2 separate regions of the Macaca mulatta genome follow, and region 2 is linked to region 1. The links are chromatin contacts, called in public Hi-C maps. All regions are on one chromosome and are shown on one strand. The core of a region is the stretch at or near the end of the contact, and the rest is flanking DNA. Distances in the headings are between cores, read along the strand shown. Region 1 overlaps UBE3B (ubiquitin protein ligase E3B). Region 2 overlaps FAM222A (family with sequence similarity 222 member A).

Region 1 (4,733 bases), core at 657-3,156:
TCCATCTGGCAAATGGATATGGAAAGCGTGGCTCAGGGAGACTGGGGGTTCTCTCTGAGGTGCCCAAGCACGAGTCTAAGAAGTCGGCTCTGCGTTAAGCTCATGGTGCCGTTTCTGCCGAGCGGCCCTTGGACATGCACTCCCAGAGCCTCATGCAGGCACCTCCACCAGGACACAATCAGAGGGGGTGGAGGCCGCTACAGAGAAAAGGCAGAAGGAAACGTGGGAGGAGACGTGCTGCGGCCCCGAGTCCAGGGTCTCTGCTCCCTGCTCTGCTCTGCATGCCGAGCCATGAACATGCACAGGCTTCTGCTTGAGGCACTTCTCGGGTGGCACCTTCCCCATCTCTAAGACATAATCCTCCATTTGTAACAGCTAATCCTCACCATGGTAACGAAAAGCCATGTTACAAATGGGGAATTACCCTAAAATGCGATATAAGAAAGCAGGGTCTCCTCGGGAAGCTTCAAAGGCCAGGTCAACTGGAAGGAAAGGAGGGGGCCCTCTCTCCCAGCAAGATGGGAGGAGGATGGGCGAGGGGTGGGGAGGACGAGGGACCAGACAGAGCCTCAGCTTGGGGCTCTTTCTGAGGAAAACACAAACAAAATGGCAGGTCTCAGGAACCCATGGGGGCAGTGGAAAAGGAACTCAGCCAGGGGGCGGACCTACCTGACCCATGACGTCCTCGTCATACGACAGTGTGAGGCCCAGGTCAGCGATGTCCCCGTCATAGCGCTAACGTGACAGAGAAGGGGAAAGTGTTGGGGCCGTGGAACACTATGTGCTTAGAGGTTTAACCCTCCCCTGAGGTGCTACTTTGGTGCTGTGAACACCCATGGCTGCTGAACAGCTTGACGCAAAGAAGGTCATTGGTGACTTTGAGGTGGGAGGTTGTGAGGATCAGCCCTGAGTGGGACTGCCCACAGGGGGACGTGGGGGGCCTGCAGCAGCTACAGTGACAGCAGAAAGAGACAGGCCATCTCCTTCTGGGACTTTACAAAGCTGTGAGTTCACACCAGTGCTTGGCTTAGCTCACCCACCATTCCACACTCACCTTGATGGAGGTGAGGTTTTTATAGAACTCGGAGTCCAGAGAAGGCAGTTCATCCACCGAGCTATAGAAGACGCTGTGGTGGTGCCCGAGCAGCTGGCTCAGGAAGAAGGATGCGAATGGCACGTCCACCACAATTCCCTGGGAGAGCAGAGAAGCAGAGCTGTCGGTCGGCCAGGATTCTGATGCAGTGTTTGGATCGGGGTGGCTCAGGGTGCAGACATGGCCCGAGGGTGCCATCGGCATTTCCAGGCCCCTCCTAAGTTTCCAATCTGGAGAGCAGTATCTCCCCATCCTCTATCAAATACAACTGAGTGCCTCCTGGGGACATTACAGCACGAGTGGTCAGGACACAGGGTTTGAAGCTACAGTGCTCAGAGATTAAATCCTAGCTGGGCTGCTGCCAGGCCAGGGCCCTCAGCTGTCTCACCTGTCTGTGGGGAGCAGCACCAGCCTCTCAGGTAAGAGGATGGAGCGGGCACAGTATCAGGCCCCCAAGCTCTCAGGGCAGCCATGGCATGGGCAGGGGCCCGAGGAGCACAGAGGAGAAGCTCTCCCCCAAAGGCAGGGTTAGGGAGCTTCCGGGAGGAAAAGCCAGCTAAGCGAGGCATAAAGTAGCCAGCCAGGCACTGGTACAAGGCCCCAGGAGTGCTCCAGGGATGGAGGGCACGTAAGCAATGGAAGCTACGTCCAAAGAGGACGTAAGGTCAGGTCAGGCAGGGCCCATAAGCCTCACTGCAGGTTGGATTCTGTCCAGAGGGCTCTGAGCAGAGACGGGACAGAGCTACACTTTTATGTGGGGAATGGGCTGGCGAGAGGAAGACAGGAGGCAGAGACACAGCCAGACGGCTGTGGCATGCTGCCAGGGGAAAACGCTGACAGACTGTGCCAGGGTAGCGGCAGGAGGGTGGTGAGAGACATGTGGACTGGAGAGGCTGAGAGGGGACAGTCACTCGGACTTGACGACGCCTGTCAGAGGACCGTAAGGGGTAAATGAGTTAATCCATGCCACTCCTCACGGAGGGCCTAGCAGGTCCCATCTTCTCTCGTCAGTGCAATTACTGTCGGAGGTGAGGGAGGGAAAGGACACAGAGGCGAGGCCTGGGAAATGAGATGACATTCAGAAAAGCCAGGAGGCCATGCTTTCCAGGTGGCTCAGGCTCTTCTGAGTGTCATCACAGCAACGTGTTTAAAGGAAAACACATGCCATGTGCTCGGGTGAGTCCTAATGGGATTTTTAACTTTCTCAGTGGCAATCAACTGAGAAATTGTCTCCATTATGCAGATGAGGAAACAGAGGCACAGAGAATGGGTCCAGGACCCAAATCACTGGAGGGCACAAGGAAGACTGGACGGTGTTTGGGCAGGGGCTCAGATGGGCCACCTGATTCCATCATGGCCGGGGACGGAGGCCCGTGCACACAGGCTGTCTGCAGACAGAGAGAGAACAATGGATTGTTCGAGAGTGAAAGGAGTTTGGCCCTGAGACCTCCCTCTCAGCTTGGCCCAGCTGCTGGCTCTTTCTGTTTGGAAAGCATCTGACTTCTCCAGGTTTCCGGGGTATGCGAAGAGTGCTGCCCAGGTGGCTCGCTTCCTCCGTACTTGGGCCAGAAGCTCAGCAGAGCCTGAGACCCAGGAAAGGTCCCTGCAGCTCTGGAGCCCGCTGCAAAGGCCACACAGACTAGCTGAGCTTGTGCTGCAGCTTTCCTTCGTCCTGGGAAGCAGGACTCTTCCCAGGAACAGGCGGTGACTTCCCACTCAGGGTGGTCCCACCACGGCTTTCAATGGACAGGGAGCAGGAGCTGTGTGGGCCACGACGTCGCCCTGACCCCAAGAGGCCACAGAGTGGAAACCCAGACTCACTTCCTCTTAGTAAGGTGAGGACGACTGCTCCAATCCACCTGGGGTGAGCAGCTGCTGGGCACCGTGGGAGGCCCTCCTCACTTACCATCAACAGCAACCCAGGAACGTGGTTTTTCTTATCTCCACTTTACTGATGAGAGAACGGGGCTTAAAAACTAAAGGAACTCGAAGGCACATGGTCACACGGCTGACTAGGAACAGCTGGTCCTGACCTGTTGCCATGGCTGGGAAGCACTCACTCAAACAGCACAAGAATTTTTTTTTTTTTTTTTTGAGACGGAGTCTCGCTCTGTCGCCCAGGCTGGAGTGCAGTGGCCGGATCTCAGCTCACTGCAAGCTCCGCCTCCCGGGTTTATGCCATTCTCCTGCCTCAGCCTCCCGAGTAGCTGGGACTACAAGTGCCTGACACCTCGCCCGGCTAGTTTTTTGTATTTTTTAGTAGAGACGGGGTTTCACCGTGTTAGCCAGGATGGTCTCGATCTCCTGACCTCGTGATCCGCCCGTCTCGGCCTCCCAAAGTGCTGGGATTACAGGCTTGAGCCACTGTGCCCAGTCAGCACAAGATTTTAAAACTATCAAACTCCACAAAATGCTGCCCTCCTACAATGGGGACCCAGCCTCCGTGTGGCCATCTGGCTCTGCACACCACTCCTCACGCCTCAGGAAAGAAGAGGGCTGGCTTAGGACTTGGGCCGGCCTGGGTTCAAATTCCGCCTCTATCTTGGCTTGGGTTCAAATTCCGCCTCTACTACTTAACTAGCAATGAGACTCTGGATAGGTGACTCCTCAAAGCTTCAGGTCTCCCATCTTTAAATAGCCAGGACAGCAGCAGCCCTGTCACAGGGCTGTCGATGGGATGAGATGAGATGGCACAGGCAAAGTGCCCAGCACTGGTGTACAACAAACCTTGGTTCCTGCCCCTGTCCTCGCTTGTACCCTAGTGACAGTTTACATGGCCAAGCCCGATCACATATGTGTATATGAAGAAGCCCATGATACCACTAACATTTTATTTTACATTTCTCTGTTTCTTAACGTTCCTACCTCATACACAGCCTTCCCCAGCATCTTCCCCACAAACTCGAAGAGCTGCAGGTAATTCTCGTGGATGTAGGATGTGGGTGAGGGGTACAGCCTCTCATCCCCACTGGTTGTCTGCAAGGCAAAAAGACAGGGAGAGGCAGAGGTCAAGTGCCTTGCAAGGAGCAAGTTCAGCTCTTCACGTCTTGAATCTGGCTGCTGTCAACCCTGTTGTCCCTCCCCTTAAATACCTTGAACAGATTGAGTGCCGGGTCAAACACTCTCTTGATGATCTCTTCCAAGAACTCCTTAAAAACACCGTCTTGATCAATCCCTGCTTCGTCCACCCCGAGGTCATTGACAAACTTCACACGGATGACTCCCTTCATGGCGTGCTGCGAGAGCTGCCGAAGCTGCTCGTAGCCATCCTGCCAAGAGCAGAATTACAGCCCAATAGGAAGCCCAGAGACTTCTGCACAATTCGGGGTTCCCTCTCCTCTGTGCGAAGCTCTCCCAGCATCATTACCAAATGTGCAAATTATGACACGTGGGTGCATGACAGGAGCCATTCTCACCTGGTTTTGAATGAGTGCTGATTAAAAGGAGAGATTCATTTGGGGATGTGATGGTATTGCTCCCTGGCAAGGGGAGACTGACCTCAAGGGGACAGAGAAGTGAGATGGGGAAATTAGACAAAATGAGTCATGACAAGCTCCTGGCCATCAGACAAAGGATGAAAGAAACCGGGACAAGATGCATTTCTCTCTTTCTCAATGCTAAGAGTACCTTTAGCTCATGG
Region 2 (4,490 bases), core at 1,575-4,074, 250 kb before region 1:
TAGGAGTCGCTGTTTGGATGGCAAGTTCAGAAGTTGGAACTTGTCTCAGTTTCCCCGCTCCAGAAATGGGGCTGGGATCTAAAGACAGGGGTATGAGTGAAGAAAACACAGAGCCACCCTGGAAAGGTGAGTGTCCACTAACATAGCTTCCTCTATCCAAGTCTGCGCCTGAGCCCCCGTGGCCTCCTGGGGCAGCTCTGATCTCTCTGTAAGGTCACCTGTCTCTGACCTGGGGTGGTCTTCTAATGGTCGCTATGACAGGAAGTGATAGCCGAGGTTTTCTGCACACCTGGCTACCATATTAGACAGCTCTGTGGTAAAGGGTGTGAGCCCAGGACAGCTAAAGAGAGAGAGAAGGATTCTAGTGTCAGAACAGAGACCTAGAGAAGGACTGCAGCTCCCACCTGGGGCCTGGATGAAATGGTGGCTTCTCCTCTCTGTCTCCCTCAGCCACCGGGACGTCTGGGCAGTTGGGGCTCTGGGACCCAAGGCTGGGCCTGGGTTCTGGAGCCAAATTGGCCACATTTGGCGGTTGACAAGTTGTTTTCTATTCTCTGCAAAGGGTTGCGGCTGGGAACTCAGACTCAAAATCAGACAGGCCTGTGTTCTATCCCAGCCACTTCGTCATTCTTTATCCTCAGCTGTGTGACTTTGGGCAAAGTGATTGCCCTGTGGGTCTCACTAACCTTGTCTGTAATGTGAGTGCATGCACCTGTTGCGCCAAGTGGTTGTGAGAACCAAGTAATGTTTAGCCCTGAGCCTGGTATCTGGTCTGCCTGTAGTAAGTGTGGGATCTCGGTAATTGTAGCAGTGATAGCAATGCTTTGGTCACCTGTCCTCCCCCGTCAATGTGGTAATCAAAGCTGATTGATTGTATAAAGAAACCATGCTAGAATGGCCACCAGAGGGCACTTTGAGACCAGCCAGCCCAGTTCCTAGATGGGGAAACTGAGGCCCAAGGAGGCACAGGGAGTCAGGGCTAGAGCCCCAGCTGCATTCCTGGGCCCAGACCTGGACTGTGCCGTGTGCCCCCACATGCCCCGCGCACAGACCCCACCCTGCGGAGGATGAGATTTTTCCAGGATAGCGGGTGCGTCCTTTGCCCTGATATCCAAATGTGAGAGACCCGGCATGGAGAGTGGCTCCAGCCTCTCCCGGTTCCCCTCTCCTGATGCCCCAGTGTGGGTACGCCTGGCGGTTGACCAAGGACATGGGGACCTGGGTGACCAAGTTGGTCCTTGGGTGGCCCCAGTGGTGACGACTGGGAACAGCTAAGCCATAGGCCATCTCCCAATGCAACACCTGGCCCTAGACCTTGGTTTCCTGCCCTGCTCCCTCCCGAGTGCTGACACTGCTTTTGTCTGCTTGAATTCCATCTCTGGTTCTGGTGCCGCCCCCTTGGGAAATGGATTGGTTAGGGTCACTCACGGTGGCATTGTCAGGACTGGAACCCAAGTCTAGCCCACTGCAGAGGCCAGGCCTGCTGGGCTTGCCCTGTCCGGGCTCCTCTGGGTTCCGGATGCCCCCAGGCGGGCTTTGATTATGAATGGGGGTGGGGGTGGGGCTTGCAGCCAGAACGCCTCGCTCCCTCTCAACATCCTTGTGGCCGTTGGTCAGGTTGTGTCCTCATATGTAAAATGGGCATGATTTTATCACCTACCTGATAGACTCTAGTGAGATCAGAAAAGCACTCTGTCGATTGCCATTTATACTAGTTGTGTCCTATTTGTGATGATTCCCGGCAGCCTTTCACGCAGCTCTGCCTTTCCCAGCTCCTCACCCAGCTGGGCCCGGCTCCTGCTCCCCAGGGGCTGGGGTGATGTGCTTGGCTCATTGACCCAGTGCAGAAAGGCCCGGGTCCCCCCTGCCGGACACGGTCCCTTCCTCTCGGAGCCTCTGTTTCCTCTTCTGTGGACTGGGTAGTATGTGCTGCCTGACTTCGATGCCTGGTCTCAGGGAGGTGGACCACCCACCGCAGAGTCAAATCCAAGGCGTCCCCTCTGCCCCATCTCTGCCCTGGACTTCACCATTGCCAGCCACCCTAGCAGGGCTCTGTGAATGGGAGGGGAGGCCTGCCTTAGCTGGGAGCTCTCCAGTTCTCCGGCCCTAATATTGGGTTAGGAGGCTGGGGGAGAAGAGATGGGAGGAGGCGAAGGCAGGAATGGGACACAGGGAAGAGTCCATGTTGTGAGGTTTGAACCCCAGCTTCCCACAGATTTGCTGTGTGACCTCGCACAGATTGCTTCAAGTCTTAGTTTTCTCCTCTAGAACGCCTCCCCCCCGCAAGGGTGTTGTGGGGCTCTGGCAAGATACAGTATGTAGGAAGATGCCTGGTCCACAGCCAGGGCCTAATAAATGCTGAGCTCCCTGGGGCGGGGGTGGTCTCCTGCAAATCCCTGGGCACCACAGCAGGGGGTGGGTGGGCACTGGGGTGTCTGGCCTGGCTGAGATGTAGTTGGCCATGGAGATGGCTGCTGCCTAGCCACTGTGGCCTGTCCCCAGCCCCACTGCCACCATGGCCCCTTGGAGCATGCCAGGTACAGAGGAAGAGCTGGGAATAAATTGTGGAGGGGAGATGCCCCCTCGAGACCACCATCGAGGGAATGAGGAAGAGGGCCCCGTTTGGTTCTGTCTCTGCTGCTGTGGGGATGGATCGCTGGCCGTGACCTAGCGGCCATCAGCCTGTGTGCTAAATGACAATGTCCATCTTGAAAGAGCTGGAAGAGGGGAAGCACTGAGTGCGGAATGCCCCACGCACAGGAGGTACCCGGAGGTTCCTGGCCCGCTTCCCTCCTGGGCTGCAAGCCTGGTCAGCTGGGAGGAGACAGCCCCTTTCACTCCTAAGGGGAGGAAGAAAGAAAACGAAAACAAGAGCTACGAAAGCAACCCGACAGCTGAGGCACCATCTGTGTTTTCCTTTTTTTTTCTTTCTCTTCGTTTTTAAAACAATATAGTGCAGACTGCACTTCTCACAGTAGAATATAATGGTCAATTTTAGTATAAAAAAAAAACATTCTCAGAGATTTGTAAATGCACTTAGTGCTTGAACAGGCCTTGGAGAGAGATACAGTACCGCTTCCAGAGCGCCAGAGGGGCCAGGACTTGGGGACTTCATGAGGGGACTCCTGCCTGTCTTTCCCCCACTTGATCGTGTGGGACAGGCCTTGGAGGGTGGTTTGCAGGAAAGGAGTTGGATTAGGCCTCCCAGTTAAAACCAGGACGGTCCCAAGAGACCCCTCAAAGGCAAGGGCGGTTCTCTCTGAATGGGATCTAAGATTGCAGGCCCATTGTTAGCCCCTGTGGTGCCTTTGTGCGAACAGGAAAATGACGCCCCTTCCTCAAGATGCAGAAAATTGTAATAAATATACAAGTTTGGGTGAAAGTGGTGTCTCCTTGGACAAGGTGCCCTTGTGCAGTGCACAGCTTGCACAACTGTACTCAGCAGCCCTATAAGATGTATTGGAGAGAAGGGGGAAGATGGTAGTCCAGGGTTTGGAGAATGGGGATGGGGTGCAACTCTGTGTTAGCAAGGAATGGTGGGGGCAAGGGGAGGAGGAACAGGGGGACTGGTATAGTCGCTGGGGCCTCTGTCAGAGTGGTCTTCACCTGGCTGGTGGGGAGACATTCTGGGCCCAGTGACTTCCTATCGGCCTCCTGTGCCCCTTTTCCAGAATACTGGGGAGTCAGCGTGGGGAAACATAGCTGCCTGACCCCTGGGGGCTGCTCTGCCCCCACCCTGACTCTGGTGCGCCCGTTTCTTCCTGCACCCCACCTTAGCCTGGGCCTCTGTCCCAGAAGGCCCAGAAAGAACCATTCTTGTTTTCGAGTGGTTTTTCTCTCCCTGCCTCTGCCAGCTTAAAGGAAGGCGTGGGCGTCAGTGGCTGCCCCCAGGCCCTCCCTGTGTCCTGGGGCAACCGATGGTGGGGAGGGGCCTTGGTATGTGAGGTTGCCCTGCCACCCTCCATCCGGCCACAGCAAGGCGGCAACCAGCCTGGCTTCCCTGTGGGCATCAGCAGGCACAGGGTGGGGCTGAGCGCCCCTGTGAGCCGCCCACCCTGTTCTTCCACCTGCCTCCCTGCTCCACGCCCCGTCTGCGTGTCCGTGCATCCGCAGGGCAGGCCTTATCTGTAGACGGGTAGGCGGATGTGGGCATGCTGGTGGTCGAGTAGCCGGGGCACAGCCACCGTCTCATAGCCCTTGCCCAGCATCTGCTCCTTGATGCAGGGTGGCCGGATGTCATTGATGAGATACTCCAGCGACTGCAGGCTGCTGCTCAGCACCGATGTGTTGCACACACTCTTGCTGGGCAGGCCCGAGAGGGCATCTGCGGGAGGCCCAGCCAGCTCCCGGGCTGCCCCCGGCCCCAGCTCCGTGACTGCCACTGCCGCCGCCGGGTTGTAGCAGTCGCTGGTGGGGGTCACCAGCACACTGTTCCAGGGGGCTGCAAAGTACTGGCCCACGGTGAAGCTGGTGGGCAGCCCCACGCCACA

The links. Hi-C and Micro-C count contacts between places; a contact is called where the count stands out from the background.
Region 2: a Hi-C map of fetal cortex germinal zone shows a contact between it and region 1, with 4 times the contacts expected there. The contact joins two enhancer-like sites. A contact is called at or near these places in 5 of 14 Hi-C or Micro-C datasets (cortical neurons, fetal cortex germinal zone, fetal cortical plate and 2 more).

The regions. Positions count from the first base shown.
Region 1 is chr11:116,682,259-116,686,991 of T2T-MMU8v2.0, reverse strand. UBE3B (ubiquitin protein ligase E3B) reads right to left here. Exons shown (of 28, transcript XM_077954902.1): 20 at 4,186-4,362; 21 at 3,959-4,069; 22 at 1,055-1,192; 23 at 670-735. Among named protein-coding and RNA genes, the nearest start is that of UBE3B, 46 kb to the right of the region's middle. Within about 2 kb of position 1,906, at least 7 of the 40 cell types and tissues checked have an H3K27ac peak or open chromatin away from gene starts, as enhancers often do. A contact at or near this core is called in fetal cortex germinal zone, where this site is marked.
Region 2 is chr11:116,933,160-116,937,649 of T2T-MMU8v2.0, reverse strand. It overlaps FAM222A (family with sequence similarity 222 member A), which reads right to left. Exons shown (of 3, transcript NM_001194323.2): 3 at 2,896-4,490. The coding sequence ends at 4,122. LOC114670944 (a long non-coding RNA gene) reads left to right here. Exons shown (of 4, transcript XR_013401364.1): 1 at 1-126. Among named protein-coding and RNA genes, the nearest start is that of FAM222A, 56 kb to the right of the region's middle. Within about 2 kb of position 2,824, at least 6 of the 40 cell types and tissues checked have an H3K27ac peak or open chromatin away from gene starts, as enhancers often do. A contact at or near this core is called in fetal cortex germinal zone, where this site is marked.